Linked DNA regions of Sus scrofa: all the other regions are linked to region 1. Evidence: chromatin contacts called from public Hi-C and HiChIP or PLAC-seq data. All regions are on one chromosome and are shown on one strand. Each heading gives the region's core, a stretch centred on a gene start, on an enhancer-like site or on the middle of the called end of the contact. The rest is flanking DNA. Distances are from core to core; before and after follow the strand shown.

Region 1 (7,914 bases), core at 3,177-5,676:
ACATCTGCAACCTACACCACAGCTCAAGCCAACACCGGATTCTTAACCCACTGAGTGATGCCAGGGGTCGAACTCAAGTCCTCATGGATGCCAGTTGGGTTCGCTAACCCATGAACCACGACGGGAACTCCTCAACTGTACTTTAAAACAGGAGAGCCTCTGTTGATTTCTGATGTGGACTTAGGACCACATCACAACACAGAGGATCCATTTCTCTTGCCACTTACTGTGAAACACTGATTTTCGTTAGTCGCTTCTCTCTTCTAGGAGGGAAGCTTAGGAGGAAAGCTTTCATCTAGAGAAGTGTGACCACTTTTACTAACTCTCCTTCTCTCCTGCCAACCCTCGCCTCGCTGTTTACCCATGCCTGGACTGCTGCCACACTTGGGGGAGAGGGGAGGGTGAGTAGGTTGTGGAACTTGATCTTGAGCCTTTGTGGCCTCAGTTTCTCTCCTGTCTGTAAAGGGGTATGTGAGTTGGCTGCTTCTGAGAAACCAGGCAGGGCTTATGATTTCTGAGGTTGGGTTTGTAATTTCCAAGGTCGGGTGGCACCTCACTTTGGTGAAGATAAGGAGGGTGTGAGATGGAAAGACACAAAGGTGCTGACTCAGGACACCTGGGTTCTAATCTGCCTCTAGCCACTAACCAATTATTTGGCCTTGGAGGGTGATTTAACCTTCCTGGGCCTCTGCTTCCTAATCTGTAATTGGATATACATATTTCTATGTCTGTTTCTCAGAGAGTAGGAGTCTTGCCACTGGACTGGCATTAGGTAACATTGAATTACATATTGAGAACTACACTCCCCCTGTAGTCACTTTCAATCTTTTTTTTTTTTTTTTTAAAAACTCTTAAAGCAATTCTCTGTTGACACTCATGTCATTAACACTTCTCAGCACTTGCCTCCCTTCCCTTTTAAACAAATTCTAATTTTAGTTTTTTGGCCACTCTTACTAACAAAGAAAAATCAATGACTTTGTAGCCACTGTGATTGCTTTCAGTTTATGGAGGGTGATACTGATTTCTCATTTAAATAATAGAAAAAATAAAAAGTTGCTTGATTTACAGGAAAATATTTGGTACAATTACCATAATAACTGTATGAGTGCAGTATATTAATTATTCAAGAATTATTACGTTGTGTAGATATGGTGAAAATTAGGAAGATGGTAACTGTAGTTTAAGAAACACTGAATTAGGCAATTTTCAAGTTTCTATTTAGCTCTAAACTTACAAGAGATTCAGGTATCTCATTTATGGTCAATGTCCACTCCAGTTTCTGTTCCCCCAAATGCGCATATATTCACTGACACAGTATTTGTAGAACAAAGTTGATGTTTGACATATAATTAATACTATGTGACAGGCACTCAGATATTCTGATACACTTGGGAAAATTTGGCTGCAGCTAGCCCTAGGTTGCTAATTTTGAATTTACAATTTTTTCCCTAATACTTAAAATATAACAAAATGAGGACAAGCACCTTTGCCTTGGTGTAATTAAAAATGAAATTATATCAGGAACATCTGTTTAAAAAGGGATTTCTATTTGTTTTACCACCAAAAGGTGGCGTCCTACCCCCATGCCCTTTATTTAAAAATCCTTCTTGCTTTAATTTAACAAAAAGAAACTTCCAGTTGATTACTGATAAAGAAATTAAAATGTGCTCCCTATGAATGTAACGTGACAGTGTTGAAAATGAACTGTATGTCAAGCTGCAGTTAAGTTTCCCTCTAATGTAAGCCAAATGGACGTGGAGTTCTTTAATAAGGCGGCACATTAAACAGTATTATATACAAAATTGGGTACAATATATCATGGGATTTACAACCAGGATTTCCTTTTGTCTGCAAAACTTGTTGCCAATCTGATTTTGGCCTCCATTTCTAAGTGAAAGTAGAATTAAAGGTAGGTAAAATGCAGAATAAGATCTGTGGCCATCTAAAGATCTTTTAGTAGGGTAATACTAATAATTTTTTCTTTTAAAAACTCACTGTTCAATCTGAAAAACAAAATCAGAGCATGAATTGTTCCTTACAGAGGATGAATACCTTCATCACATTGAAATAAACTGCTATTCCCCTGAGTTATAATTCTGCAACATGATGTATACCATAAGCATGTTATATATGGCATAAACATTGTAGAATTGAAAAACCACCCCCCTCCCCCAGAGACTGGCTACTTTGTAGATTTCCATTTAATTCCATGTGAATTCAGCATATGGAATTTCCAGTGACTGTCAAAGGGTTTTGGGGGATTAACTGAGTTGACATAAAGCTTTTACATCATTGTCTAGGTCATGGTAAGCATTCAATAAATATTAGATATTATTACTGACAGCTATAGACAATGAATTCTTCAAGGGCAGGGATTTTTATTTATTTTTGCATCCCTCAGTGCCTACTATATGGTCTAGAACATGGAAGGTATGTCATGTCTTAATTAATATCTTGAATCAAAGACAACATAAACCCTAGCTTCTCAGAAGCTAGGAAGTTCTATATGAACTAAAACACATTTTCTTTATCTGGATTCTTGTCTCAAAGATCCGATGGATATCCTTGCCTGGCTAGCCTGGAATCTTACACAGCATGAATTCTGCTATGTTGGAATTACCTTAGCACAATCACCCTATCTCTGGCTTTATTCTGTATCACCAGTGGATGGCTTTTTTTTTTTTTTTTTTTAAACTCACAAGACAGATACCATTTTAAAGTGGTAGTCTTATGATTTGATTGAAATTGAGATTTAGTATTCTGTAAATGAATGCTTAAAAATATTTGTAACATTATATCCAAAAGAATTTATAGTAACCTTTTCAGAATATTTATTATATACAACTGTATTGGACTCAAGACCAAAGGGACAGTACTTGTGTCCCCCGTGCCCCCCAAGTACTTTGTAGGAATATGCAGGAGTGACTTTGGATATACATTCTCAAAAAGAGTTGCCCTGCCAATAGCTAGAAATGCTCCTTTGAAGGCTGGTGGCATCTGGGGTGGGGGTGGGGGGGGTCTGAAAAAAATTACTTTTGTTAACAGCAAAAAGAAGCCGTAGAGCCATATTTTTTTTTAAGTCACACTTGGGGAACAAAAAGTCTTCCCTGGGCTGATAAAAGTGAAAAAAATAATTGCGTCTTTTGTTTTATACATGTTTATGCATATTTCACAACATTTCATTCAGGCTCCTCATTTACTCCTTCAAATTTCTAAATTTCACCAAACTTTAAAGCGGCAAAAAGAAAAAAAAAATCTCGCTTTTTCAAATTGGACAAAGCTTTTTCCATTTGAGTGATCTCTGGGAGAGCAGGTAATTTGTGTTAAACAACTGATTGACTTGCTAGCCCCCTGGGCGTTTTCCTAAGAGAAACCTTGGCCGAGAGCACAGCTCCCTTCGCAGCCACTTTCGCCTAAAGTGGATCTAACTACACATTCCGGCAGTGACTCTGACAAGGAAGGGGGGAAAAACGTCCCGCGTTACACTCTCCTGGTGGTGGGGGGGAGGTGGACCCTCGCTGGCGGGTTTCTGTTTCCTTGCAAACAGGGGTTTGTCCTTCTGTTGAACTTTCACCTCCCGAACTCGCCTTCTTTCATTGGACAAAGTGCAGAAAGAAAGAGGAGAGACCGAGGGAGGACGGGAGAGAAGGAGAAAGGGGGTTGAAACACCACTCCGCCTCCCCCTCCTTCAACTGTCACTGATGGCAAAACACTTTCACTTTTAACTGGAGGAACCTCTTATCCCTGCCTATCCTCTCTTCTTCCTTCTGTATTTTTAGCTCAGAAACCAAGCAAATAGCCTTAGCATTCCCATCTTCGGCCCTAGTTGTTAACACTCTCTCTCTCGGCTTTTTCTCATGCCTGAATGGGCCCCCCTTTCCCCATCTTCTGAGGAATCCCCCCTCCCCCATGCCCCTTATTTTCCAGGTCTGTCTTGCCAGATCCCTCTTTTGCCAAGGACTGCTCTGGCGTGGCCTTCCCCTCTCTGGTCTGCGGGGCTCTGCCTCCTTCTTTTCCCCATCCAGTCTGGACACCCCGCACTCCCACCTCCCGGCTCCCCTGCACCTAGCCCCCAGCCCCCGCACACCCTCCCCCCTTGCTTTGGCAACTGCGATTTTTTTTTTTTTTTTTTTTGCTAGCCTTGTTGTTTACCCAGCAGGTGGATGTGACGTCAGGGACGCACAACAGCAAAAAATAACAACATCTCCCTCCGCGACGTGTTGGCCTCTCGCGCGCCTTATTTATTTATTTGTTCCGGGAGGCCAGGGGAGGTGGGTGGGGGCTAGCGCCCCAGTGGATCCGAGAAGTGGGGAATGTTAGGCAGCGCCCTGGGGCGGTTTGGGGGTGCCTGAGACGGAGAGGGGGCCTGGGCCGGAGGCCCGGGGTGGGTTAGGGAGCGCCCCCGGCCCGACGCTGCCCGCGCCTCTGCCGCCGCCGCCGCCGCTGGCTGGGCTCCGGGAAGCTAGTCCGGAGCGGAGGAATCTATTGTTATTTATTGTGTGGCGGCTGAATGCTGTACTCGCGGCGGCCCGGCCCTCGCCCGGGAGTGCGTGTGTGCGCGCGTGTGTATGTGTGTGTGTGTGCGTGTGCGCGAGTGTGTGTGCGGGGTGCGCGCGCGGGCGGGAGTGGGCGCGCGCGGGGAAAGGCCCGAAAACACCTTAGTTTGCACCGAGAGACCATTTGCAGCGGGTGAGTTTGTATTTTTCCATTTCTGCTCCACTTTTTCCCAAGCCGCCTCCCGCCTTGTTTCCGACTACTTTAAACAACAACAAAAACCAGCACAAAAAAAAAAAAAAAAGAAAAAAAGAAAGAAAAAGAAAAAAGAAAAGAAAAAAAAAGAAAAAGAAAAAAGGAAAAAAATACTTTTCATCTCCAGGCTCCACGTGCATCTCCCCTAGCCCTCCCCAGAGGCAGCCTCTCTCTCCCCCGCGTTGGGCCGGAGCTCAGGGGTGGGTGGGGGCTGCGCGCCGGCGCGGGCGTGGAGAGGACTCCGGTGGCGCCCGTACTCTTGGGTGCATTTCCATAAGTCAAAAGGGGTTGCGGGGGAGGGGGGACGGTGGCGGCGGCAGCGGCAGGGAGGAGGCGATCTCGCTTTCCCTTCGGCCCCTTCACGCCTCGTTCTGCGCTTTCCACAGTCGCCGCGGGGAGAGAAATCGATAAGCCCAGGCCGCCCGGCGCAACTTTCGGTGTCTAGCGTCGGGGTGCCTTCCGAGGAGCATGGCGAGCGCTGGGCCCGGGGTCGGGTCAGTTGCGGGAGGGGAGGCGCGCCGAGCGCCTTTGGAGCCCAAAGTTTGGACTTGGAGCAAACTTTTTCCCTTCGCTCTTCGCTAGTGTTTGCCCCCCTTGGTGCCCCCGGGGCTTCGCCGCAGAATGACTAGGGACATCTGCGCCCTAGGCCCCGCGGCTGGGGACATCCGTGGTACCACGCACGCGGTGCCCCGAACTTGGCGGCGGGGGCACTCCTCCGACGCCCGCTGGGAGCTGGGAAAACTCAGACACAAACCCGCGCACCCCCAGTTAGACACGTACCCCCACGCGCGCTTGGCCGGGCCAACCCAGCCTCCCCGCGAGGGGTCGGAGACCACGGTGGCCAACTTCGCGGGTGGGAGCTGGGAGTAGGGTGCGCTGAGGGGAGTCGCCGAGCCTGGATGCACTCCGCCGCACGCACTTTCTGGGTCTACTCCCCTCTCAAGCCTGGGGAACGGGGGGATTTCTCAAGCCTCAATTTATCCTGAGACGCGCGCGAGTCGCTGTGTCCCTTCGGCCCTGTCCTGGAGGCTGATGGCTCATGGCTCTCCGTCCTTCGGCTGCGCGCCGCCTTTCTCCCAAGCTCCCCTCGCTACATTCCTGCCCCGAAGAGAGGACTCAGCTGAGCCGGCAAGCCGGGCGTGCGTGCGCTTCGGGTGGGGACCGCGGTGGCGGCTCCGGGAGCCGAGGAGTTTGCCAGTTGCCGCCGGGTCGCGGTCATTCGCTGCTTCCGCCTCCACTTCGCCCCCGCCTCCCGCCCCCCTCCTCCCTAGACACGGCCGCGCTCGGAAACTTTGATTCCTTTTCCTTTTAGGCCCTCGGCGAGCCCCCCTCCCCACCTGTTGTGAGCTCCGCCTTGGTCCCCGGAGACTGGCGGTGACACACGCGGACGCCGGGGAGCTCCTCGCCCAGAAACAAAGTCGCATACCCCCTCCCAAGTGTTTGCTTCGAAATCGCTGCGTACAGCCACCCCCCCCCCGCCCGTCTTGCCGAGCAGCTCCCGCCCCCCTGTGAGAATAAGGACTAAATAAACAGTTGTAACTTCAAACCTTGCGCCTGCGATCGTTTCCCTATCCCACCCCTTTCCCCCTTTCCTCCCCCCTCCTTTTTTGTTGTTGCAACTTTGTAAGATCCCGGGGAAGGTGCTGAGACTTTGGCTCGGGCCGATTTCCCGGTCTCGGAATCCTTGTAGGGAATCCCTGAGCCACATCCTCTCTTTCCTCCACGCGCGCTCGCCGGTCTTCCGAGCCCGCCACCCGCTCGGTCTTGGCCCCCCCAGCCTACCCACTTATCTCGCCCCCCTCAATTTCCCCCAACCTGCATTGAGAAGACTTGCTGAGGGTCGCCCCGGTTTCTTGTCGACCGCAGAACCCGAAAGTTTGCAAGAGGAAGAGAGCGCGCGGCGAACAAGCGGGCAAGGGGCAGCGGCAGCGGCGCCGCCAGGGACCATGGTGCTGCCGGCGCCTCCTCCGCGGGCGTGAAGGCGGCGCTCCCACTCTCCCCTCGGACTCCGCGGGTAAGTCGAGGCGGCCTTGGGCACCGGGGCGAGGACGGGGGCGGGTGGGGGAAGGGGCACCCTAGAGCTTCGGGCTGCACCCCGGGGCTTCTCTGCGCCCAAAGCCCCAACATGGGCGGTGCGAGCGCAGCGATCAGGCGTAGGAGCCAGGAATGTGCCCATCCTCAAGCCGGTAGGTGCTTCGAAATACTGGACTTTCTCCCCCCCCCCTTTCTTTCCTAAATCTGAAAATCTGGAGATCAAAGTTTAGCAACGAGTATAAAGTACTCCGATAAAATATGATGACATTCGTAGCTCCCCTTCTCACCCCACTCCCCCTTTTTATAACTATTAATTATTTCCAAGTCATTGTGTCCAAATACCCTTGCCGAGCTGATTACAAAGTGTATTGATTTAGTCTGGGCTCATCCTTCGCGTTCGTTTTCCTTTTTCTTTTGCTTGGCCAGAAAACCCGAAATGAAACTTATTTCTTCCTTTGCGCACCCCCCCATCCTCATCTGTGAAGCTTGGGCAGAATAATGAAATTAATATAAACACTTCATTTGGTTGCATTTGAGCTTTTCCAGCCCACTTCTGCGGGATTGGTGTTGCTCTCTTGTCCAGTCACAGGTATTTTCCAAGTTTGGATTTCCTTTTTTGTTTGTTGAATGTTGGAGGGCCATTCTGTATTCCCTCTGAAAGGAGTTTATACATTGAAACCATCTACGCTTTACCTTTGGTTTTTCTGGAGGCTTCAGGATTTAGGGCTTGCACAACAGCTGAGCTGAGAAAACCTGAGGGATGTTTAAGGGATTTTTCTCTGGCTGAAAATATGTTGAAGAGTATCTCCAAATTTTTACCTTTCATCTCCTTTCCCTCCCCTGGCCACCCTCTCTTTTTTTCCACAGTGAGAATCAGTTTAGGGGAAGATGTCTTAACTAGAATTTGAAGAGAAATGCTGAGACTTCAGCTGTTTTCTTTCTGGTGTTATCCTGTATAATTGAGACACAGGAGTTGCTGTTATTTTCGGTTCCAGAGAGAAATGTATTGAATCTTTTTGAGAATTCCACTGGAGTTTTGATTCCCAAAGTGGAAAGACCCATCTCTTTGAGGCCTGGAAAGAAAATTGGGCTCACAGATTCAGAGATGAGTTTTTCACTCTCTGACTTTCC
Region 2 (7,914 bases), core at 1,967-4,466, 480 kb after region 1:
CCCCCAAATAATGTTTTATCCCTGCCGCCCAAATCCCTATGTCTGTTGTAATAGAATAGGTTACATCATTTTTGCTATTTCACCCTCAGCTATTTATAAGGCGACCCTGTGTCCCAGTCTACCCAGGACAGCCCCAGTCTATGCTTGTTGATTGCATGTATTTATTAATATTTTTCACTCTTAACAATATTCCAGGTTTGGAGTTCCTGTGGTGGCGAAGTGGGTTAAGAATCCAGCTGCAGGGGCTTGGGTCACTGAAGTAGTGAGGGTTTGATCACTGGTCTGGTGCAGTGGGTTTAGGATCTGGTGTTGCTGCAAACTGTGGTGTAGGTCACAGCTATGACTGGGGTGATTCATTCCCTGGCCCAGGAATTTGCATATGCCGTGGGTGTGTCCAAAAAAGGGAAAAAAAAAAAAGGATCCCAGTTTGGATATTTCATTATATGATCACTTTGCTTACATTTATCTAAACATTAAAATGCAAGTGTGATGCTAATATTTGAAGTGTAAGCCTGTCTTGGTCACCACATGCCTCTGTCACTAGATGCAAAGATAGCTAATGTTTACTATATGCTTAATGTGGAGCATCAGTCCCATAGCTACTCTGTGGTATAGTGCTGTCCTGAAACCCTTCTATGGATAAGGAAAAATGAACATTCAGAGAAGCCAAGTGACTTGTTAGCACACAGACAACCAGTATGTTATCAGGAGTTAATTATTGCTTCTCCTTCCGTGTGTATTTGCTCAGTATCTACTGAGTGCCTTGTTTTCCATCAATAAGCAAATTATTACATTTTTCATATCATAAGCAAAAATAAGACCCCCACCAACAAAAACCAATTTCTACTGTAAATATCTTAATTTCAATTAGGAAGACTAAGATCTGCCTAATTATCCTAATTGTTGCTGTGTGTGTGTGTGCACGAACATATGTGCGCACACACGTGTGCATTCGTGGGCAAGAGTTATGTGTCACAGCAGTGAACAACAGCAAAGGAAAGTTATTTCCTGTGCTCCAGCCTGAAGTGCTTGCTCTTAGGAGCTTCCATGTGTTGGAACATGGAAATAGTATGTTATAATCACTGTTGGGGCGAGGAGGTGGGGAGGAGCAGGGAGGAAAAAAACATACTTGACTGGTCAAAAATGTGTAAATTGCTGACAAAATGACACATGTAATTAAGAGCGCTCCCACCATTTTACCTTGTGGTTTACACCTCCAGTGTTGAAAAAGAGAGCGACTCCCACCTCGCTAATTACCATTATCACTGAAATGCTAGGGTTGGAGTCATTAGTTCCATGTGCATTTAATTAGAGGAAGGCTGAAATTGGATTTAACTTATTACTTTTTCATGGATCACTTTCTTGTCATCACTTCAAATTGGATTGCAGCCCCAGGTAACTAATTATGAGAGCCACAGGATCAAGAGTGAAAAAAAAAGGTAATTAGGAATAACACTGTCGGACCCTTGCTGGTCGTCCACTTGTGCTTCGGGAGAAGGGGGGGGGGGGGAACCCAGCCGTATTTTGTCGTATTACAGATCACAGAGTTAGAGGTATGTACGGTTGCTAGGCATCCTAGGAGTCTGTCACCACCCATAGTGGTTTCTGTGATATACAACTGAGTCAAAGATGTCAAGTCGACGTGGTTCCACGATCAGCCCCTTAATACCTAGATTAAACTTGTAAAAGCAACAGATTGCTTGTAGGTATGAGGCATCTCAACAACTGTGTAGTCTGGGGCCTCACATATATGATTACAACAAAGCTGTCAAGATGCCTCGGAGCCAAAGTATGGAATATTTTAAGTACGGGGAGTTAGCATTTAATGAACGTATTAATGTTCCAGAAACATCATTCATATCTGACAGGAAGACATATCAGTCAGCATAACAGTAAGGTGCAGGGTTTATATATCGGGAATTTTTGTCAGAGTTTCCAGCCGACCATTTTCTTTGCTTCTGGTTGGTTCCCCACCCCCCACCCCACCCCAGTGTTGTGGATAGGCTTGCTGACGTTCTGTTTCTCCTTCCGCCCCCATCGAAAATACTTTAAAACAAATGATATTGTTTCCATGTGCAGAGCAGAATTCAGAACTGCAAGCAATCAATTTTATTGACATCGTCTGAAAAAAATGTTGATGACAGTTGGAGGATGTGAAAGGATTGGACTTTTAAAGTCACCAGGACTTAAGTGTGGCAAAAAAAGAAAAGAAAAAAAAAAAGAGAGAGAGAGAGAAAAATGAAAATGGAATCTCATTATTCAAAAAAGTGCCTGTGACTTAGGCTTTCCTAAGAAGGGCTTCTTTGGTAGGCTGTGCTAGCTGGATGAGGAGTCTTTCTTGATAGCAAGCCTGTTGGTTGTTTTGACGGGGTGTGGGGGGTGAAAACGCTTCCCAGAGAAGTGAATCACTAAGCCAAGATGGCTAGAGTTTCCTTAAGTTGTTTCAAATTGGTTTTAATGTTCTGTTAATGTAAGCAAATAATCATGATTCAGTCTTGGGTGACTTTCAAACCTGGGTAAGTGAGGCTTGCTCATTATTTTCCAGGGAGTTAGGGACATGTAGACCTCGATGTGCCTATCCCACCACGTCCACTCCACGACCATTCCTAAAGTGAGAGAAATACTCTTCCTGGCATTAGGAGTCCTTTTCCTGTGTGAACCTTCTCAGCAAAATCTCAAGAATCAAAATAGTAATCATCAAGTCTAAGGCAAAAAAAAAAAAAAAAATTAAAGCTTTTTTTTTTGGACATCTTAAGTTGATTTAGAATTTTTGTACACAATATTCGTCTGTGGTTGAAAGGGGCCATGCCGAGGTCAAGTGATGTAGTGTTTTCCATTTTTCCATGTGAGTCTCACAGTGTGTGATAAAAGCAAACTCCTTTATTTTCTAAGTCTGCAGGAATTTCTGATGAAGTGCAGAGGTCACGTTCCCTGTCAATTTGAGTAGCCAGCATTTTTTAACTACTGTTTTTTCTTCCCTTTTTTGTGTGTGTCTTTTCTTCCCTGCCCCCACCTCACCATAAACCATGGCACTTTTCTGACACATGCACAGTGAAGTCCTCCAATCTGAAACTCATTAGCACACAGCATTGGACCCTATCCAGTGGTTAGAAAATTTCCTGAAGCCTAGAATAACAGCATTTGGTGCAAGCACCATGGACCAGAAGTGACAATGGGGGTAGTCGAGCTCCCTGGCGCCCTGCCCGGTCGGGAAAGCCAGCTGACCATGCAACCCAGTGAGACAGAGGTCATGCACATGGGATGGGCTAGAAAAGTTTGGTCCTTAGAGAAATATGCTTCTGAAATCACAAGGCAGTATCTTTTTTTTCCCCTATGCCTATTCTTTCACTTGGGTTGGAGGTATTTATCAGCATTAGCAATAGTCTGAAAGCAAGCAATTAGAGAAATGGGATGAAAACCAATTTCTACGAGACGATAGTTTTTGCTTCTGTAATGACTGGGTGTTGCAGAACCTATGGATTTCATTTATTCATTCATTCATTCATCCATTCAAACTTTGTTCATTGAACCTCACTATGTCCAGGTAGTGGGACCTAGATGGAAATTGACATAGCTCACCATGGTCCGGGATAAGTTAAGCCAGGTTTTCAAATAGGAAACTGAGCCCCAGAAATTCAACAGTAATAACATTAAAGAGAAAGCCCTTATACTGTACTTTCTAGGCACCAACTACTGTATTGTACAAATGAGGGGAAATTCTATCATTATTCCCATTTTGCAGAGGAAGAAAGTGGGGCCTAAAGAAATGAACTTGCTCCGGGCCAGAGAGTTGATAAGTGGCACCGCTGGGATCCCAGCCCAAACAGTCCAGCTCAAGCATCTTTGCTCTCTCTCCTCTATTACGTTCTGTCTCTTCTCACTGAGCTGCTGCCCGGCTGTAAGAAACAGGGCCAGCCAAGGGAACCGAATCAGTTGCTGAAGCCGAATGCTTGTCACTAACCACCAGACCACACTGTCTCCTAATTTGGACATATGTTTATGGGCATATTTGAAAAATATTGCTTGTAATTGAAATATGCACTTTCTAAAGGGAAATGACGCTTGGGAAAGAGAAGAAAGACGGGTATTACTCAAAGCCTGCAGACAACTCTGCAAGTAATTGTCTAAAGGCAGCCGTTGAAATTGAGAAGCAGTTTGGAAAATGTACAGTTTGGGAAATTTGTGTACCGATGTAATTACGGTAGTTGTGAGTTGATGTCATGCCTAGTAACTGTTTTTGTATTGCTTGGGCCTTTGTTACTGAGCTGTGATATCATGGGCAAACTATTATAAACATAGCATGGATATAGCATGCTTGTGTAACAAAAGATCGGGAACTTTTATTAAGTTTGTTTTCCTTGTCATATTGTAAAAATTTATTATGTGTACTGTGTATATTAGAAACAGATTTGGGTAATTCTGTCTAAATGAAGTCATCCCGGCTATTTCCAGACTGTCTGTTTTTGGTTGTGAATAATTTTCATACATCAGATGGTTGTCATATTTAGTCGCTCTCAACATTTTAAAGAGAACATATCCCATTTTGAACTTTTGGTGGACTTCAGCCGCCTTGCTGTTGGGATTGTTTGAGTTAGAAATCAATGCCCAGTAAATTACAGAGACTGAATACTAGTCATTTTTAAGGGGTGTAGGGCTGCTGACTTCTATTCATAACTTACCCCCTTTCATCAAAAGAACAGATTTTGAACTACTTAAGTAGGAGAATTTAAAGCTGCCAGGACACAATTGGGCAAAGACTGCCAGCCCTTGTCCTTTTATGTTACATCCCATTGAGGAAATTCGGTAAACATTCAAACAGACAGAGCCCAGCATTTATCGGTGTTCGTGGTAAAATGCGGATCTTAAATGGGTAACTCAAAAACTCTGGATGACTCGGTCCTTCCCAGTTCTTTTTCTCAAGCTCCGTCTTTTGCTACCAAGCTTTTAGAGCCTGAGCATTCTGCTTGCTGTTTCAACTCTTTTTTTTTTTTTCTTCAGATGAGTACTTTGCTTCCTAACCTCCCCCACATCTGGCTTTCCCCGTCATCATTGTCTTGATTGTTATTGTCACTAAATGCAGAGCCTTTGTCTCCATCCTTTTTCCAACATATCTGACTTTGTCACAGCCTGTGATCCTTTCTTTGGCTGTTTCTTCTTCTTGGAAATAGCCTTCTTTTAAACCCCTTCCATTCAGTCTCCTCTGGTCTCCACACCATTCTCTTTCTGCTTCCCACTGTGCTGCTGGAACCCAAGTTCATTCCTTTCCCAAAGTTGAGTTCCTTGAATCATCTCCAGTAGCACCTCTGTCTTCTTTGCTTGTTCTAGTCCCTCTTTACCCATGACTTGAAGCCTGTATGTGCCCCCCTTGGCTGCCCACCCATGACTCTCTGTTAGCTCATCATTTCATTGATTTCAGTTATCACCAATCCAACTGATCATTTTTGTTGCCAGGTCCTATTAGTCAGTCATGCGTTGTCATCAACTTACTCATTTCCCTCATCCTCACCACATTATCAGATCTTCCATTTTTCCTTCCCCTGGGCTTCTTCTGTCCTTTCTTTTCTTTCCCTCTGTTTCCTCTGCTGCTACCTTGTTCCAGAGTTCAAACCTTCAGGAAGCGTATGCCTAGCACTAGGCAAAAAAACGATCAGTTATGCTGCTCCAACCCCTCAGAGCATCTTCTGTTCTTCATGCGTATCTCCTAGCCTGTCTACTGCTTTTCACCCTTCCCTAAGTGCCATGTGATTCTATTATTCATGAACTTTCTGTGGTTCACTGTTTTTCCCATACCAAGTCTGAATTCTGCTGCCGTCTTCCAGTTTCTTAGTATTCTAGCTTGAGATTAAGTCAAATGACCTGAGACAAAGGTTGTAGTCTCCTTACTGGGGCAGGGGTATGGAGGGGTTGGGGGACACCTAGGGATTCAGAGCCTTTTGTCAGGAAGTAGATATAAATACCATCTATCTGATAATATTTCCGAGCCCACCCAATCCAGGATTGCAAATGTTGCTCATTCTGACACTGATTAAATTGTTTGCATTGGATTCCAAGAGAATTGTATCTCTGCCTGCTTTTCTTCAGAAGGAAACTAAAAGCTGTATGATACACTCCCCCCCACCCCATATCTGAATTTTCGGCTCTGCTGCCCCATGGCTCTTTTTCGTTGACATCTATAGCTCCAGCCTCGCCGATCCTTCCCATCTTCTCTGCACTCATGATCCGCAGCCAGGCACTTCCTTGTCTGCACTCAGAAGAACTGCTTCATCAGCCCTAATGAAGCTGCTTTTAATAAGACATTGGTGAAATTATGTCTGGTTTGTTCTTTATTTGATAGCATAAAGTGATTGTTATTTATTCTATAAATAAAATTAAGAGTCCAAACCACATGGAATAAACAGAGCACAGAGGTTTTGTTCAGTCTGGGTTTGAAACTCTGCCTAGAATGCCGTTTGAAAGAATCTTGAACCAGGATGGCTTCTCTAGGATTACTGTGATTGATTAGCCATGTCTGCCATGGCCACTGGAGTCGGGAGTGGCGGTTTGTGTGGCTTCTCATTTCCAAGGTTGACTTACCTGACATGGTCTCTACTGATCACACCCCAGAGTAGAGAAGGATTTGGGATTTTTTTTTTTTTTTTTTTTGTCTGGAGAGCCTGATAGATCCTGTGGTAACTGCTGAACTATTATCTAAAATTAAACATGTACTTTGTGTTTCCCTTATATCCTTATCTGAGATGGTGCAAACCGTATGTTGATCCTGCAGCTGTACCTCTTTATGGTCAAAAATGAGCTGTGATTTGTCCTTAAAGGCACAGGATCTTATGCACTGGGTCACCATATAAACTCAGCAAGGGGGTAGAGAGTGTCAGAGATTGGTGTTTCAGAATATGGTGAGAGAGCCACATCATGGCTAATAGCATGATCTCCAGTGTCAGTCAGGCTGCCAGCTTTAAGTCCTAGTACCACCCTTACTGCCGTGTGACCTTGGAAAGTAGCTTAACCTCGCTGTCTTTCCATTTTCTCATCTCAAGAAGGTGACTGATGACCTCACCTACCTGAAGGCGATTGGGAAGAGTAGATGATTAATGCATGCAAAGTGCTTGCACATTGCTGGGGACATAGGAAATTCCCAGAAAAGTCAGCTCTTCTCATAATTACATAAACTCCTTTTAAAAGGAAAATGAGTACCTGCTAAACTCCAAATAATGTTTTAATTCAGGGAACATCAGTGTGTATTCAAATACACATTTTAGCAGTATAACAGTGACCATCCTTTTGCTGGTAGTCAGCTTGTGGTTAACCAGCCTTGATCAGAACAAATCAGACTTCCCATCTATACAATGGGGATAACCACATGCTTATCCTGTGGAGTTCAGAAGATTAGTTGAGTTCCCATTGTGGCTCAGAGGTAATGAACACAACTAGCATCCATGAGGACACAGGTTCAATCCCTGGCCTCCCTCAGTGGGTTTAGGAGCCGGCGTTGCCATGAGCTGTGGTGTAGGTCTCAGTTGTGGCTCAGATCCTGCATTGCTGTGGCTGCAGTGTAGGCCTGCACCTACAGCTCCAATTGGACCTCTAGCCTGGGAACGTCCATATGCTGCGGGTGAGGCCTTAAAAAGACAAAAAGAAAAAAAGAAAATAGCCTAGAACAGTTCAGGGCACACCAGAAAATATAAGTATTAGCTGCTCATTATCTGTGCTACTTTTGTTATCAGTATTATCGTGACAGAGCATTATTTTCCTGAATGTTTCAACTGTGGCATTAATAAGGGTCATGCTCTGCTGAAAATTCCATCCTGGTCTCCCCTTGTTTTCCCAGAATGTGATGTGAATTCATGCTCAGTTGTCTTAACCGAGAGAAAAGTAGTCCCTAGTCTTAAATCTTGAAGCTCTGCCATTCTCTGCACCCTG
Region 3 (7,914 bases), core at 1,743-4,242, 440 kb after region 1:
TCTGTCATTTACTGTTCCCTCACTGAGAGCAGCTATGCCCTTGGTAGTGAGTCTACTTTCCAAGCATTGCAGGTTATTTAGAAGTGTGGTACATTTGTAACACTTTGGAGAGATGGTATCCTATATCCTGCAGCCCCTAATTACTTTAAAAACTGGGGTTATCTTTCCTAATTACACGTTTGCATCCTAATCTGCTAAGGTCTGAGGAATATCAGGCTCAGAGAAGCGGCCTTCTCGCCTTTCTTTCTTTTGCAGAGAAGAACCTTTTATTTCTTATTTTGTTAGTGTGTTTTTCAGAACTAATTCCTATATCGTTGTATCCGTACCTATAGGTTAATTCACGTGAAGACAGAGGTTACGTATTCCTAACTCTCCAGTTTTTGATGATGATGCATTATTAACAGCTAACAATATTTTGAAAAGCCTCATTTGTAAAGGATGTTGGAAATGCTCTCCTTTCCCAATCCCAGTATCTTCCTAAATATGAAAAATCCTTATTGGAAGCAATTAGAAAGAAGCCTGCTCTCCCCTTTCCACGTGTGTGGACACATAGGAACCTTTGTTCCTTAATTAGCAAAAGGACTAGATCTCGTTAATTGTGGTTCCAGGGGCTGTCTGCTCGAACGTGGAGGTGCTCATACATTACCTGGAAAGAATGGAGCCTCAATCTGGAAGGCTCTCGGCAGTTCTGAGAACTGTTAAAAGATAAATAAGCAGCCGAGGATCCTTGTAGGGCTGTCCGCATATCCTTGTCTGTCCTTGAAGGCCCGGCTGGCTGCTCATCAGTTTTAAAGTCACAGAAATTTCTGTACAGAAGGAAGGAAGAGGGAGAAGGTGCAACTTGTGCAGAAATCTAGAACTTAGCCTGTGATGTTTAAAAAAAAACCAAAAAAACAAACAAAAAAAAACTCAGTCATCTCTTTTGGATTTTTTGATAAGTTGGTGGACCCTGTCTCAATGCCTTTAGATGTTATTGAAAGTGAGTGAATTGCTGGCAAGCGTGATAGGAGACAGATAGCCTAATGTTTTATAGGCCGATTTTCACTGCTGGCATGAACACCGCAGACATTGCAAGAGTTTTGAAAGCTAAAACTCCCAAACTGAACTGGCAAAGCCCTCTGCCCACATCAGTCATCAACAAAGAGCCCTAATTTCCACAACAAGAAGAGGCATTTCTCCAGCCTCCAGGAAACTGCATGCATCTCAGTGTTCCCAGAAATATTAATAGTGCAAACGGTGGGCTCATCTCACTGGTGGGGATCAAGGTTCCAGAAGCAGAGAAGGCAACAACTTGAGTGAAAACAGTCTCAGACCGGGTAAATGATGTTTGCCTGTGGGTTGGCTGGCCTGGTGAGGGAATGCTGAAATACAGGATAGGAAGAATCAAGCCAAGTGGCAGTTTGGAAACCAGAGAACGGAAAGCAGAGCACTTAATTTGAGGGCCAGTCGTTTCTCTCTGAGAAGATGCTCTCCAGTCACATGGCTAACCCTTTGGAAGGAAGAGAACTCGGGGGCCCTAGGCAAGTCTAGGGTCCTCTCCCGCCTCCCCACCTGCCACCTCCCTCCTCTTTTCTTGCTTACTTGTCCCATCCCTGCCAAAAGCTCAATTGCCTTCCTCCTGCTCATGGTAGTGGAAGCCATTATTAACAAAAGGGAGCACTGCATAAAGGTGACAGAGATCTGGCAAGTAGAGGCGTGACGCCATCTCCCCTGTGCTGATAACATTATGGGTCAGAAACAGTGAATGTGGAAACAAATATCATTTCCCTGAAGTGTTCTGCCATTTTAAAGAGACATATCTCACTAGCAGACTCTCTCTCTCTCTAATATGCATACATATATATGTACTATATATGTTTTATATAAATGTACATTTATATATATATATTATATATTTTCCCCACCAGTAATTTTTTTTTACGTTGTATTTCTGAAAGAAAGAAAAATAGATTTTAAAATGTAAAAACCTGTTCTTCAATTGAGGATGCAAAAATCTCATTGCAGTATTTATTCCAAACCTGTTCTCATAATGTTCAGTCAAGGAGAAAACAGCAAAAAACAGTTGTTGATGGACTTAGCACAGAACTGGATTAAATAAGCATTAGTCTACTGAAGCTGATTACAGGAATATGAAAATGCAGTATCTTAATGGTACATATTTTTATGTGGCAGCGCAGTTGCCTTTCATTTTGCAGCTAATATGTCTATTCTTATGAGTCATTTACTTCTTTAATTACCTTTTGCAGGCAAGGCACCATGGTATATTAATGTGAATGATTTTTACTGCCAGTTTATCATACAATGCCCCAGAAGTTGAAAGGCGTAATTGACTTGGAAGAACAGCTCATGAAGGAAACAATATTTAGTTGACAGTTTTCCTTGTACTGTCTGTTGACGTTTATGAGTTTACACTATGCTAAAGGAGTAATAAACACAATTTTCTTTCAATAACAGGAAAGGGTAGCTTCTCAAACACATTTGTGGAAAACACATTTGTTCATTTCTTGAATAATATGAAAATAACACATTTCTGGTGATCAGCCCTCTCAGATTGCCAATTGAATTAAACCTTTGAAGGTACATTTATAACCTGTCTTGGAGCATTAAGAGATATTAGGGTTCGTGTGATTGAATCGATTTAATGAATATTTAAATTATAGACAGATTTGGATAAATCGTGTTTAAGTCTGGGTGTTACAGTCAGACTATTTGGCCTCATCCTCCCAATTTCCAGAGGGAGGGAGAGTGGGAAGGAGCTTGGGAACTGTCTAGGAGAAGATTTTCTCTCTCCCAAGGCCAGGGGCAGTCATGACAGTACATTTTAGGAAAATAGACAAAGAGGAGACTATCCACACAACTCCTTATAAGGTCTGGGCTTTGAACAGTTAAACTCCAGACTTGGGTGGGTCGCTGCTGTCCCGGCGTCTGGAATGGTGCCTTGAGTTGACTTGGGGCCCTTAGCAAGTGCTCTGGTTTTAACCATCACTTGCATGGTCCCCCGGGGCCCAGCGCTGGCTCACTGGCTCTGGGCAGGCCCCGGTTTGGCACATTGGTTTAGAGGGAGTTAAACTTTTCACAGTTTTCTGGATTGTTTGCAGTTCAGTCCTGTGCAGCATAATGAAAGTTTTCTAGCCATCTGTTGTTAAGCTGGCGGGGAGCAAGGCCAGTATATCCAAACAAAGTTCTGGCCTGCTGTAAACGGAACCTGTCGGTTTAGCATAGCTTTCCTGACCCCTCCAATGAACGGGGCGGCTCTTGGTACCAGGCACCCACCGCCTAGAGCTTTCAAAGGGGAACTATTTTCGGGGTGGGGGGTGAGGTCCTGTTTACTTTTTCTTTCCATGTTCCTCTCCCTGGCTTGAACTAGTTTATACTTAATCTTTAAATGGATAAATGGTTCCTTGTCCCCCACCCTCACCCCCACCTCCTTTTTGGAAGAAGGAAGCATTACTTCTTCAGGGGAATTTAACTTTTAGAACGAGGTGTGAGTGTCCTTAAATGTGTGTGCAGTGGCTGTGATTCGAAAGAGGGCTCTAGCTAATTGTTTTTGTTTCATTATTTTGTCTTTCAGTGTTTGGGGACAAACAGTCCAGGCAGTGGAAGCTGCTATATTATAACTACTTAGCTTATATAACTAAAAGTGTTTCATGGCTTTCAACGGGCTTCCTGCCCTCGCCTTCTTCCGCATTTTGTATTTCATTATCAGAAGTTATTACACGGGATAACTTGGAGAACAGCCATTTGTTTGACAGTGCTCCCAGCTGTATAGGGTGCTTGCTCCTCCTCTGTTCTCATTTACAAGGTATATATATTGCTTTTTTTTCTTTTTCGGCCACACCTGCAGCACGCAGAAGTTCCCAGGCCAGGGATCAATCCCACGCCACAGGAATTCCCGGTAACGAACCTAGTATCCATGAGGACATGGGTTTGATCCCTGGCCTTGCTCAGTGGGTTAAGGATCTGATGTTGCTGTGAGCTGTGGTGTAGGTCGCACACTCGGCTCAGATCTGACGTTGCTGTGGCTGTGGTGTAGGCCAGCAGCTGCAGCTCTGATTCGACCCCTAGCCTGGAAACTTCCATTTGCCGCAAGTGTGCCCCCGCCCCAAAAAACATCCACACCACAGCAGTGACAATGCCAGATTCTAAACCGCTGAGCCATCTGGGAACTTTGCTATTGCTTTTAATTGCTCAGCTTAACTTTAAAATAATTTCATTGTTTTGCGGTATTCTGTAATACTTTTTTTTTTTTAACTCAGTGATTTTATTATATTTTTAGTTGTTCAGCAATCATCACAACCCAATTTTACATGTATTGCATCTGGAGATTTCTAACCTCCAAGATGTAATACATGTTTAATTCTTATTTCCTGTTACACAGTGTTTACTTGGCTCTTTATGAACCATTCCCATAGGTCTAGATTCTTGATGTATATGTGTGTGTGTGTGTGTGTGTGTGTGTGTGTGTATAAAAGATACGTATGTAACTATGTATGTATCTCAACACCTAAGCCTACCTCTAACCTTTGAGGGTTTCTTTTTGTTAATGACACCTTGTGGGTGCTGCTGTATTTTTATCTTGGTCTGGCTGTGGTGTATTTCCTGTCCAGGAATGGTTACATTTGTGCGCTGTTAAGAGAGGGCTCCGGGGAGCTATTGTCAAACCTCTGTATCCATCTCAATTCATGAAAATATCTGGGGAGAATGGCCACTGTCATTGAATAAGTATGTCAGCCACTCCCCTGGCTGCTCTCACCCCTATCAATGAGAGGCAGACCCCCATCCCACGCAGTGACACAGAAAAAAAGGCACCACAAGGATGCACATGTGTCTAAAGCCCCAACATGAGAGGGTTTGGATTCAACTTCAGTGTAATTCAGGGATGGACAAGGGTCAGGAATTTCATAAATGGAGGTAGAGGGCTGGAAGGGGAACACAAAACCCCAGAGGAATTGTCAAAGACATACAAGGCTTCTCCTTTAAAAGGGACAAGGAGTTTTGCAAAAGTGAAAAATACTCAATTTAAAATTTAAATGAATGCACTTACTTGGAAATACCATACAGTCATAATCTGTTGGTAAGGTGACTGACATATAAAGTGCTTTTTTGTTTTAAGGTAAAAAAAAAAAAATGTATTCGGGGTAGGGTTTCGGGTGTAAATGTCAGGTGCAGCGTAACGTGTACTCACTCCAAGAGTCAAGCAAATAACCTTGGCATTTAGGACACTGCCTTTTAGAACATGAAATTGTATTTTGTTGTCTTTTTTTTTTTTTTTTTAAAGGAGGACTACATTAAGGGGTCACCTATTAGCTGTGTTTTTGCTGTCTTAAACTCAGCCCTTCTGTCTATTAAAATCAAACTACTGTGTAAACATTCCAGTGTTGTTCTTGGTCTCTACAATGGCCACGGGGATCAGGTTTCACCTGCCTGCACATCTTCAAGCAATTAGAGCAATTAGCGTGAAGCCATTTCACATTCGAGGATTCAAGGTCTATGATGACATTCAAGTCCAGGAGAAGTCTGAAAGGGAGACAGAGGAAGCGGCCCAGAGCATGCCTACTCTTCCATGGCCCTGAGCAGACAATTTCTCTTTTAAAAATGGTAGCTCTTTAATGATATTATTATGAGGTTTTTAAATGATGGATCAAAAGTTGTTTATATCAAAAAAACCCAACAGTCATTTAATTATACTAATGAAGGTCTTTATACATGGCAGATTTTTTTTTTTTTTTTTTGAAGACTTCTAATGGCCGTGAGAAATGGAGAGTTACTGCTCTTTGTGTCACTCTGGGAGTGACAGCATTCTTTTCAGGGGAAGAATGTGTTTTAGAATATAGAAGGGAAATTGCATTCCACTTTACATGGTAAACCTCCCTGTTTTGGAGGTAAATGGAACCATTACAGGAACGTGGACTATTCAGTTGGCGGACTTGGGAGTAAGTATTAAAAACAACTTTTTTTTTTTTTTTTTTTAAGGTTGGAGAATAGTGGCAACTTTCATGTATTGAACTAGTATAGTTTATAGACAGAAGGTCAGCTTAGCACATCAGACAGCTGCGTAGGCCTGACCCAAGGTGCCTTAGTTAGGGTTTTTGTTGTGTTTGTTTGTTTTGTTTGTTTTTCCCATTTGTAACTTAGTTACCCAGGAATCTTGTTTGCATGAGGCAAACCCTAAACTGATTACAGCTTTTTAAAAAATCAGTTAGTATCTTTAAATCCACATTTCGCTGTTGGGTTACTATGCAAAAACGGGGGGTGTATGTGCTAATTTTTAAAATCCAAGGGTGCTGCCTGGAAGAGCTCATTCTGCACTCCCAGGAGGTGATGGCCATCAGGGGCAACCACAGGCTAAATTATAATGTGGGATTCTCTTGCCCTTTACCCTGATGCTGCCTGTTCACATTCCGTGTTTGTTCACAAACAGCTCTAAGTACAGAACTGTCGGGAGAATTAGTTTTTCACTATATACACTGAGTTCAAATTAGAATAAGCAGCTTAATTTTTAAAAGAAATAATTGTGTGCCTCCATGAAAGTTCTTGCGGTAATCCATTTATGAAATGGCCTTAGTTGACTTCAGAGCAGGTAGGTGTTGAACAGTTTGTTATCCGTAGCACGGAACACATCTGTTAGTGTGGCTGAGGCTGGAGCATTTGTGTTCACTCTGTAAGGAGTCGTTTTAGGGAACTGGACCTCTCTGAGGTCTCTAGGCCCATCTCAAACCACTTAGAGCTCTTCTCTTGAGGGAGGACTTTTCCTGCTGCCCACTTGCATAGAGCCCAGGCTCAGTGCCTTTTGCAACTGCATTACAGAGCAGATGCAGGAGAGGCTAATAAAATGTGGCGTGCTGGCCACTGAGCAAGGTGAGGGTCTGTCTTTTCCCCTTGCCCCTTGGAAATGGACTGCTAGGCAGTCATCTGCAGCATTTATAACTAGACCAGCGGAGTTAGGCAGGAACATTGGAATCCCGTACTCCACCCCTCCTAAAAGTGGAGAGGCAGGCATTGAAGCACGGTGGGGCTCCAAAGGGAGGTAAGGCAGTAAACCAGACGCTTTCCTTTTTTTTTTTTTTTTTCCCTCTCCTCTCTCTCTCTCCTAGCCTCGTCCTCTGTTTCTGTGATCTGCCTTTTGAACTGTTTTTGTGGCTGATCAGTTCCACCTAATATGTCTCTTGATTTCTGCTATTGTAATACTCAGGCGACATGCTGTTCTCTTGGTTTTTATAAGCTTTAGATGCTTCTGCCTGTCATATTCTGGCGGTTTATCTTCAGCGTCTGGATTTGCTTTCAGACTTGAATGTCTATCAAGCTGCCGTTGCTTTGAATGTGAGATCAAAAGAAGATGAATTCCAGCAAAAAATTTCCTTCTATGAAGAAAAGATTGGGGCCTATGTAAACATCCCACTGACAGTTCCCAACGAGTTATTTTAGCCGAGTATTAGCACCTGGATGACAGACAGTCCAGCATTCCACGCTCAATAACAAATCAGTTGCTTCCGTGGCAGAAGAGCATTGCCACACCAACAGTGCGTTTTCAGAAGGAATCCTTTTGCTTCCTCCTCCCCCCTCCCCCTTTTCTTTTCTTTCTTTCTTTCTTTTTTTTTTTAATTGAATATGGCTGTTCAACTCTTCATCCTCTTTTTTCAAGCTGACTTGCTCTGCCTTCAGCAGTTTACTTGGCTTTACAGCATCTGTCAAGTAACTGGGGTGCCGCAAGACAGGACTTTGATAATGAGTTTGGGACGGGTTCGAGAGTGTTCAGGTAGGCACGCTAGGTGCCTGGAGATAAACAGGTAGCTCGGTTGAGAGCAGAGAAGGAGCCTGTAAAGGAAAAGCAGCCAAAGCAAGATCAAGGGCACAACCCTGGAATGCAGGCGATGTGTTCTTTAAAAATACATGTGACAAAATCCTCTCAAGTCT
Region 4 (7,914 bases), core at 456-2,955, 340 kb after region 1:
AACTTCCCTGGTGCAGCTGCCAGTTTGAAACAGCAGCCGTGTAGCCATGGTCCGATGAGGGGGTGTGGAATTTGGAGGCTGTCTCCTGGGTTATCAGGGCATCAACTTGGGAGCGTTCTGGTCTACCCCGTACATTCAGCAAGTTTTCTGGCTCTCTCACTCCTCCGTCTCTTGATTGGAATGCGGAGAAAATCAGCTTTGACTCGGCATGATTTGAACACGGATGTCTTTTCAATAAAGGGGCGGGGGTGGGTTTGGTAATAGCCTGTTATTGAACATGTCCTTTACTGGTTTGAGACAGGTCGCCCCTACGTTGTTATCATTACTGCAAGTGGAAACAGGTTTCTGGTGGTTTGTCACATTCAGGAACAGGAGAGGTGTCTGAATATAAGCGAAACCTTGTTTTGATAGAATGCTTTATTACCTGAAAATGATCAGCATATATTAACATTAATAGAATAGTCCATGTCATTCTTTTTTAGGTAATTTACCTCTGCTACAGACCTGTCTACAGAGGGGGGGGAATCTTCCTCTCTTCTAAAACATATATTTGTTTAGAGAGTTTTCACTGAAGTGTACATGACAATTACAGCTGTTCATTAACAAAATTGGGTATTTGTTTTAAACTTTAACCAATCACTTTGATATGCTAATTATGGTGTAATTTAATTTGAGCCCTGTAATGATGATGCCGTTATTATGGACATAAATGATGCAGTTAAGCTGAGAGTAATCTCATTTGCATACTGTACATGCCAGTAAATTAAGCCCTTTCTTCGACTGCTTCAGCTTTAATTTTCCACTTCTTTTCACACAGCTCCTTTTCAGCCCCTCTCTTATAAGCCCACTTTGTAATAGTCCTGATGACTGTTTGATGTGAAGAGTTTCTGCACCACAATAATGCAGGACAGAAGATGTAACATTTAAAGGATTCATTATCTTGCTGAGTGTTCCTTTAAGAAGGAAGGATTAGAGAGGGTGAGGGGAGACGATGTGTCCTTTCCCTGGGATCTGACAGCCCCCCGTTAAAGTAATTGGAGATGCCGAATGCTCTCCACTCACCCCACAAGTCAGACGTGGGACCCGTTATTTATAAATGATTTTTTTGTCTTTCTCCACCATACTGTAGTTTACTGTCACAAATCATGTTGCATTCAGCAGCAGTGAACTTCATGTGATGCCTGATTGTAATTACCCTGTGCTAGTTGGAGGTAAGTTTAATTTAGCCCATGTACTACAGTTCTTCAAATCTGGGCTCCTATAGATGAGATTATAATTTTTAAACAATTCTGAGATAGATTGACTACCGTTTTCAAAAGAAACTTATTTTCCCCTTTTGGCCTGATTTGTAAAAAAACAAAACAAAACAAAAAAACAAAAAATCCACAACCCGAAAAACCTGAGCCTTTCATCCAGTTGTGTGAAAATCGTCACAGCTCATGGGGATATCCTCAGAATAGGAGCCTGTGGCCACTGCCCTCTGTGAAGCTGGAAGCCCGCAGGGTGGCTTTCCAGAGCCTGGGTGACCCGGTGAGGGATCCAGAGATCCATCTGAAGCCGAGAATGCCAAGGGCATAGCTAAAGTCTCCTGAGCGCTGAACGGGTTCTCCCGGGGCTCGCGCTGAAGCCACTGGGAGTTGAGTGGGTGTAACGGAGGACTGAATTTAGCTCTGGCTTTTTAAAAGGGTCAGAGGCCTAAAAATAGTTCAAGCCGCTTAACTCCTGCAGGCTACTTCCTTCACAGATGGGAGAGTAGAAAAAAAGAGTCATAGGCTGTGTCCATCCTCCTTTCTTGGAACTAAAAGCCTTGCCCTTCCTTTCAAAGGGTTTTCCAGTCCTATACCCCTGGCCCCAGACTTCTGTTATTTGATGTCTATCGCTTCCCCTAAGCCATCCTCCATCTAGTATCCTGGCAGGCAGGTTTGGTCATGGTCAGGCACACACAGGGCTTCCTCGTTCTGGAGGCGGTGACAGTAGGGAATGTCTGCCTCCCTTTGGAAATCTTGATGCAGGTGAACAACTGCTTTCCCAGTTTGTTGTTTGTTTGTTTGTTTGTTTGTTTAAGGGGGCCGCACCCACAGCATATGGAAGTTCTAGGCTAGGGGTTGAATCAGAGCTGCAGCTGCCGGCCTGCACCACAGACACAGCAACACCAGATCTTTCACCCACTGAGCGAGGTCAGGAATCGAACCTGCATCCTCATGGGTACTAGTCAGGTTCGTTTCCACTGCACCACAATGGAAACTCCCCCAGCTGTTTTTGAATTAAGCAGATGCTGACACATTGTCAATAAGATGTCAGGCTGTTTATTTCAGAACACTTGAAACTTAAGGAAAAGTGTAAACCTTTAAGGGCTTTTTCCTCCCCTTCCTCCCCTTTATGTAATTTGAGAATTACCATAGGATGCAAAGATGTGGAAAAAGCTTGTAAACATACTTATGTGTGGCTCTTGTTCTATATGCAGTATTTTATTTTGCCAAAATGGGGAAGTTTTTTTGTTTACAGTATAATATAGGGAGATGGAGGAAGAAGAAATGATTTTGTGTAATACTGTAAAACATACTCATTTTTATTAAATAATAGAAACTAGACTTTTTTCTGTTCACACCAAGCCCCTAACCCAGCAGACATGCACATGGTGAATTTTGCTGTTTCTAGAAAGGTGAGCAAACAAAGGATGAACAGTACCACAGAAAAATAAGCTCCTTGAAGGTCAGGGATATTTATCTGAATTTCCAGCACTTGGAATGGTGCCTTGCACATAGTAGGTGTTCAAGATGTAGTTCCTGATTGAATCAGTGTGCTTGTTATGCCTATAGGCTCATGAGCATCAAATGAGAAAATGAGAAAGAACATGCTCTCTAAAATAAAGCCTTTAAATATGCATGATGAGTTCCCTGGTGGCTCAGTTGGTTAAGGGTCCAGCTTTGGCACTGCTGTGGCTCAGATTGCCTGCTGTGACACAGCTTTGATTGCTGGCTCTGGGAACGTCCACATACCTCAGGTGCAGCCAGAAAAAAAAAAAAATGCGTGATGGTAGTTAGATGGTAAACTGGCAAACCTCATCATGCCACATCCTTCCTCTGATCACTTCTCCATGTAAGAGCTGGTCACAGGTATTTGCCGTTAGGCAGGAGTAATCATAAATAGAAAGCACCTCAGCCCACAATATTGATGCATTTCTGTAATGATCATAACAACTAGTAGTTATTGAGCAACAGCATGGCACTAAGCGCTTGTCATAGGTATTAAATCTCCCAATAAGCTTTCCGAGGAGGCACTATTAGCCTCACCTTTTTATTTTTTACCTTAAATTTTTAAAAAAATTGACATGTAGTTGATTTACACCACTGTATTCATTTTAAGCAAAGTGATTCAACTATCCACATATGTGTATATGTGTATATTCTTTTTTTTTCCCCAGGGCCACACCCACAGCATGTGGAGGTTCCCAGGCTAGGGGCTGAATCAGAGCTGCAGCTGCCGGCCTACACCACAGCAACAGCAACACCGGATCCAAGCCGTGACTGCAGCCTATACCACAGCTCATGACCATGCCAGATCCTTAACCTACCAAGCGAGGCCAGGGATCAAACTTGCATCCTAGTCAGATTTGTTTCTGCTGCGCCACAGCGGGAACCCCCTTTATATTATTTTTTTTTATTCTTTTCCATTATAGTTTATTGTAAGATGCTGAATATAGTTCCTGGTGTTATACAGTAAATCCTTGTTGTTTACCTATTTTATATTTAGTGGTGTGTGTCTTTTAATCCCATCCTCCCACTTTATCCCTCCCTCACCACCTGCACTTTCCTTTTGGTAACTGTAAGTTTGTTTCCTGTGTCTGTGAATCCATTTCTGTTTTGTAAATAAGTCCATTTGTACTCTTTTTTTTAAAGATTCTACATATAAGTGATATAATGGTCTTTCTTTGACTTTGGCTTCACTTACTATGATAATCTTTGTCCATCCATGTTGCTGCAAATGATAATATTTCATTCTTTTTTATGGCTGAGTAATATTCCACTGTATATCTGTACCACATCTTCTTTATCCAGTTCTCTGTCCCGGGACACTTAGGTTACGTTCATGGCTTGGCTGTTGTAAATAGCCATGCCCTGAACTTTGGGGTGCATGTATCTTTTCAATTTAGCATTTTCATCTTTTCTGAATCTACGCCCAGGAGTAGGTTTGCTGGACCATATGGCAACTCTGTTTTTAGTTTTTTTAAGGAATCTCCATACTGTTTTCCACAGTGGCTGCACCAATTTACATTCCCACCAACAGTATACAAGGGTTCCCTTTTCTCCACATCCTCTCCAGCATGCATTTGCAATATTAGTCTCATCTTTTAGATGTGGACACTGTGATGCAAATGAAGCCTCAGGTCCCCAGCTGTAGGGCTGGAACCACGATGTGTCCTCCTTCAGGAAAACTCCAGGGTCCTCACTCCTGGCCACTGCACTTCAGCCTTGGTTTTCACTGTAGACAGTGGAGTAAAATAGAGTGTTACTGTGGAGTGTGCAGAAGTGTATATAAGTATATGGATACACTGCTCCACTGTATCTCAGGTGTGTTTTGTGTGTACATTTCCTGCACCACTGCAGCTAAGCTCTTCACATTGCATTTTCATTGCTGCCCAGCAAGGTAACTATTATTTGTCACTACTTACTGATGAGGAAACCGACATTCCCTCAGATTAAATAACTTGCTCACATGGGTAGGAAGTGACCAAATGGGCTTTGATCCCAAGCCCCTCTGCCTCTAGTGCCCTTGCTCACTCAATCACCACTGCATGCTTCTCGCTAAGCTCTATACCTTGAGAGCAGTTTGTGCTCCCGAGAGTGTTAACTTATTTTTGAGAGTTTGTGGTATTTAAGGCCTTTGTTATTTATCTTGCATGTAGGGGATCTAGACTTTAAATACGTGCTCTGAATAACTGAGATGTCTCCTAATTTCCCATGGTGCGATGTCAATTCCTGGCAGGAAGCCAACTTCTCTTCACACCTCCTGCCACCCCCTTATCCCGCCCCAAACTTACAAACTAGACTGTTGTTAAATTCTTTCCAAGAAGGCAAGTGCTGTGCTGCTTCCTTCCCTGTGATTGAAGTTTTGTTTTTTTTTTTTTGCTTTTATCTTGACAGGTGACAGAGTGACTATCAGCTGTAGAATTTATAGATCTCTGGGTCTGTAGATGTTTGCACGTGTCCCCGTGACATGGACGTGGACATCGCAGAGTCTTACTTATCTGTATTGTAGGCCCCATGTCTAGGAAGCAGTGGGACCATGTCAAGGAAACACCACACTTGCTTAGTCTCAAAGTCCTTTCCCAGCTCAGTCCCTCTGCCCCCATCTCTCAGCAGTCCCACTTCAGCATCTAAAGTGAAAGTGAAATGGACAGTATCCCTCTCCCTTATATCCAGAATCTCTCCCAGAATCTTGCAATGCTCATTGCCTACAGGTCCAGTATGGGAGCCACTAGCCAGAAGGGGCTGCTGAGCCTTTAAAGTGTAGCTAGTCCAAATCTACGTGCCATCTGTATAAAGTACACACTGGAGTTCAAAGACTTGGGTTTATATTCTTTTTTTTTTTTAACTATCTCATTAACCTTTATATTGATTGTATGTTGCAATTAAAATATTTTGGCTCTGTTAAGTTAAAAGAAATATATTTTTATGAGACTGATGTGCTACCTACTGCACCAACAAGGCACCTGAAGAGAAATATACTTTTAAAAGTAATCCCTACTGTTTCTCTTTGTTGTTTTTCTTCTATGTATTTATTTTTCATTTTTTGGCCACGCCTGGGGCATACAGAAGTTCCCTGGCCAGGGATCAAGTCCGAGCCTCAGCTGTGACCTATGCCACAGCTGTGTCAATGCCAGATCCTCAACCCTCTGTGCCAGAGTAGAAACTCAAAGTTTTACATGTTGCTGGAAGATATTTTAAGATTGCGTATGTGGCTCGCCTTATGTTTCTGCAAGACTGTACAGTTGAGTATATACATACTTGATCTCTGTACATGATAACTAGTAGACCAGGTGTGGTAGCCCAGGATAGAGAGCTGGTGAGCATGCTCCATGGAGGCCCTGGCCTGCATCAGTGACTCAGGATATACTTGGGGGTATAGCCCCAGAGAGCAATATTTCTTCCTGGAGGACACTAAAGAAATACTCCCTTTGGGTATTTCAATACTATAGCCTTCCTAATCACATTGGACATATACCACTTACCACACTATTTCAAAAACTTGGACTTGCCAAGTGTTTCTATATCCAGCTGGTGCCTTTGAAGCCAGTATATCTTGGCTCCTCTATTCTAATGATTCCATTAGCATAGGTCATCAGAGAGGAGAGGATGGGGTTCTGTGAATGTTCTAGATGACGGTCTTTGCAGGGCTTGGATAACCTGGAACTGGAACTGGTACACTAGTGTAGACCCCTATTGGGGCATGTCTGTGATTTTCTTCTTAGATGCATTTGTTTCTGTGGTGCTCTCAGATAGTCTTCACCTAGCACAGGTATCTCTTGCCTTAAGTAAACTTTAATTGATAAAAACTATATGAATGTACATTATTCAACAAGTATTGATTAGGAAGCTATCTCATTAGTCATGGTAGGCTCCTTGCCTTCAGAGAGCTCATTCTGTATGTAGATAAATAAGAAATGTCATAGATAACTCCAGCTTAAACCATGAAAATTTAGAGTTCCCCTTGTGCTAAGTGGGTTAGGAACCCAACACAGTGTCCCTGAGGACCTGGGTTCAATCCTGGCCTCACTCAGTGGGTTATGGATCTAGAGTTGCTGCAAGCTGTGGCGTAGGTCACAGATGCTGCTTGGATCCTGCGTAGCATAGGCCCGCAGCTGCAGCTCCAATTCAACCCCTGAACCGGGAACTTGCACATGCCACAAGTGTGGCTCTAGACAGAAAGAAAAAAAAAAAAAAAAAAAAAAAAAAGAAAGAAAGAAAAAGAAAATTCAGTGATTGCCAATTCGAATCTATGTTGTTTGCCTTATAAAAAGATTCTTGGAGTTCCTGCTGTGGCACAGTGGGTTAAGAATCCAATTGCAGTGGCTCTGGTCACTGCAGAGGTGCAGAATTGATCTCTGGGTGCAGAGGGTTAAGGATCCAGCATTGCGACATCTGTGATTCAGATTCAGTCCCTGGCCTTAGGACTTCCATATGCTGTGGGTGTGGCCATAAAAAGAAAAGATATTTAGATTTTTTTCAAGAGGATTCCTAATCTGTGGCCATTAAAGGGTCGTATGATCCCCACATTCTGTTTACAGAAGATTTAGGGAAAACGTGATTTTAATTGTAAATTTTCTTTTTTAAAATAAATTAAAAAATTTTTATTTATTTATTTTTTGTCTTTTTGCCATTTCTTGGGCCGCTCCCACAGCATATGGAGTTTCCCAGGCTAGGGGTCGAATCGGAGCTAGAGCCGCTGGCCTACACCAGAGCCGTAGCAACTGGGGATCCGAGCCACGTCTGCGACCTACACCACAGCTGATAGCAATGCCAGATCCTTAACCCACTGAGCAAGGCCAGGGATCGAATCCGCAACCTCATGGTTCCTAGTCGGATTTGTTAACCACTGTGCCACGACGGGAACTCCAAAATTTTTATTGTTTTTATTAAAGTATAGTTGATTTACAGTGCTCTGCTAATTTTTATTGTATAGCAAATGACCCAGTCATACATATATATACTTTCTTTTTCTCATATTTATGTGTTCCACCGTGGTCTCTTCCAAGAGATTGGATGTAATTCCCTGGGCTATACAGCAGGACCTCATTGCTTAACCATTCTAAATGGAATAGTCTGCATCTACTACCCCCAAACTCCAAGACTATTCCACTCCCTCCTGCTCCCCCTTGGCAACCACAGGTCTGTCCTATGAGTCTATTTCTGT

What was found. A called contact is a pair of places that touch in the nucleus more often than the background predicts. HiChIP or PLAC-seq counts read pairs in DNA pulled down with a chosen protein or histone mark.
Region 2: a contact with region 1 is called in a Hi-C map of embryonic fibroblasts, with 3 times the contacts expected there. The contact joins the enhancer-like site here to the promoter of FOXP1 in region 1. A contact is called at or near these places in 3 of 47 Hi-C or Micro-C datasets (adipocytes, embryonic fibroblasts and fibroblasts) and 1 of 2 datasets of contacts at active chromatin or transcription factors (skeletal muscle).
Region 3: a contact with region 1 is called in an H3K27ac HiChIP or PLAC-seq map of skeletal muscle, with 4 times the contacts expected there. The contact joins the enhancer-like site here to the promoter of FOXP1 in region 1. A contact is called at or near these places in 1 of 5 promoter capture datasets (liver), 4 of 47 Hi-C or Micro-C datasets (embryonic fibroblasts, heart right ventricle, liver and 1 more) and 2 of 2 datasets of contacts at active chromatin or transcription factors (alveolar macrophages and skeletal muscle).
Region 4: a contact with region 1 is called in a Hi-C map of skeletal muscle, with 7 times the contacts expected there. The contact joins the enhancer-like site here to the promoter of FOXP1 in region 1. A contact is called at or near these places in 7 of 47 Hi-C or Micro-C datasets (embryonic fibroblasts, epiblast stem cells, fetal heart ventricle and 3 more) and 1 of 2 datasets of contacts at active chromatin or transcription factors (skeletal muscle).

What each region holds. Positions count from the first base shown.
Region 1 is chr13:52,970,869-52,978,782 of Sscrofa11.1, reverse strand. It overlaps FOXP1 (forkhead box protein P1), which reads left to right and starts at 4,426. Exons shown (of 21, transcript XM_021070841.1): 1 at 4,426-4,689; 2 at 6,616-6,763.
Region 2 is chr13:52,490,688-52,498,601 of Sscrofa11.1, reverse strand. All of the region lies in intron 7 of FOXP1 (forkhead box protein P1), which reads left to right. Among named protein-coding and RNA genes, the nearest start is that of FOXP1, 480 kb to the left of the region's middle. Within about 2 kb of position 3,216, at least 19 of the 83 cell types and tissues checked have an H3K27ac peak or open chromatin away from gene starts, as enhancers often do.
Region 3 is chr13:52,524,864-52,532,777 of Sscrofa11.1, reverse strand. The region is part of intron 6 of FOXP1 (forkhead box protein P1); the gene reads left to right. Among named protein-coding and RNA genes, the nearest start is that of FOXP1, 450 kb to the left of the region's middle. Within about 2 kb of position 2,992, at least 26 of the 83 cell types and tissues checked have an H3K27ac peak or open chromatin away from gene starts, as enhancers often do. A contact at or near this core is called in liver, skeletal muscle and subcutaneous adipose tissue, where this site is marked.
Region 4 is chr13:52,626,997-52,634,910 of Sscrofa11.1, reverse strand. The region is part of intron 5 of FOXP1 (forkhead box protein P1); the gene reads left to right. Among named protein-coding and RNA genes, the nearest start is that of FOXP1, 340 kb to the left of the region's middle. Within about 2 kb of position 1,705, at least 12 of the 83 cell types and tissues checked have an H3K27ac peak or open chromatin away from gene starts, as enhancers often do. A contact at or near this core is called in skeletal muscle, where this site is marked.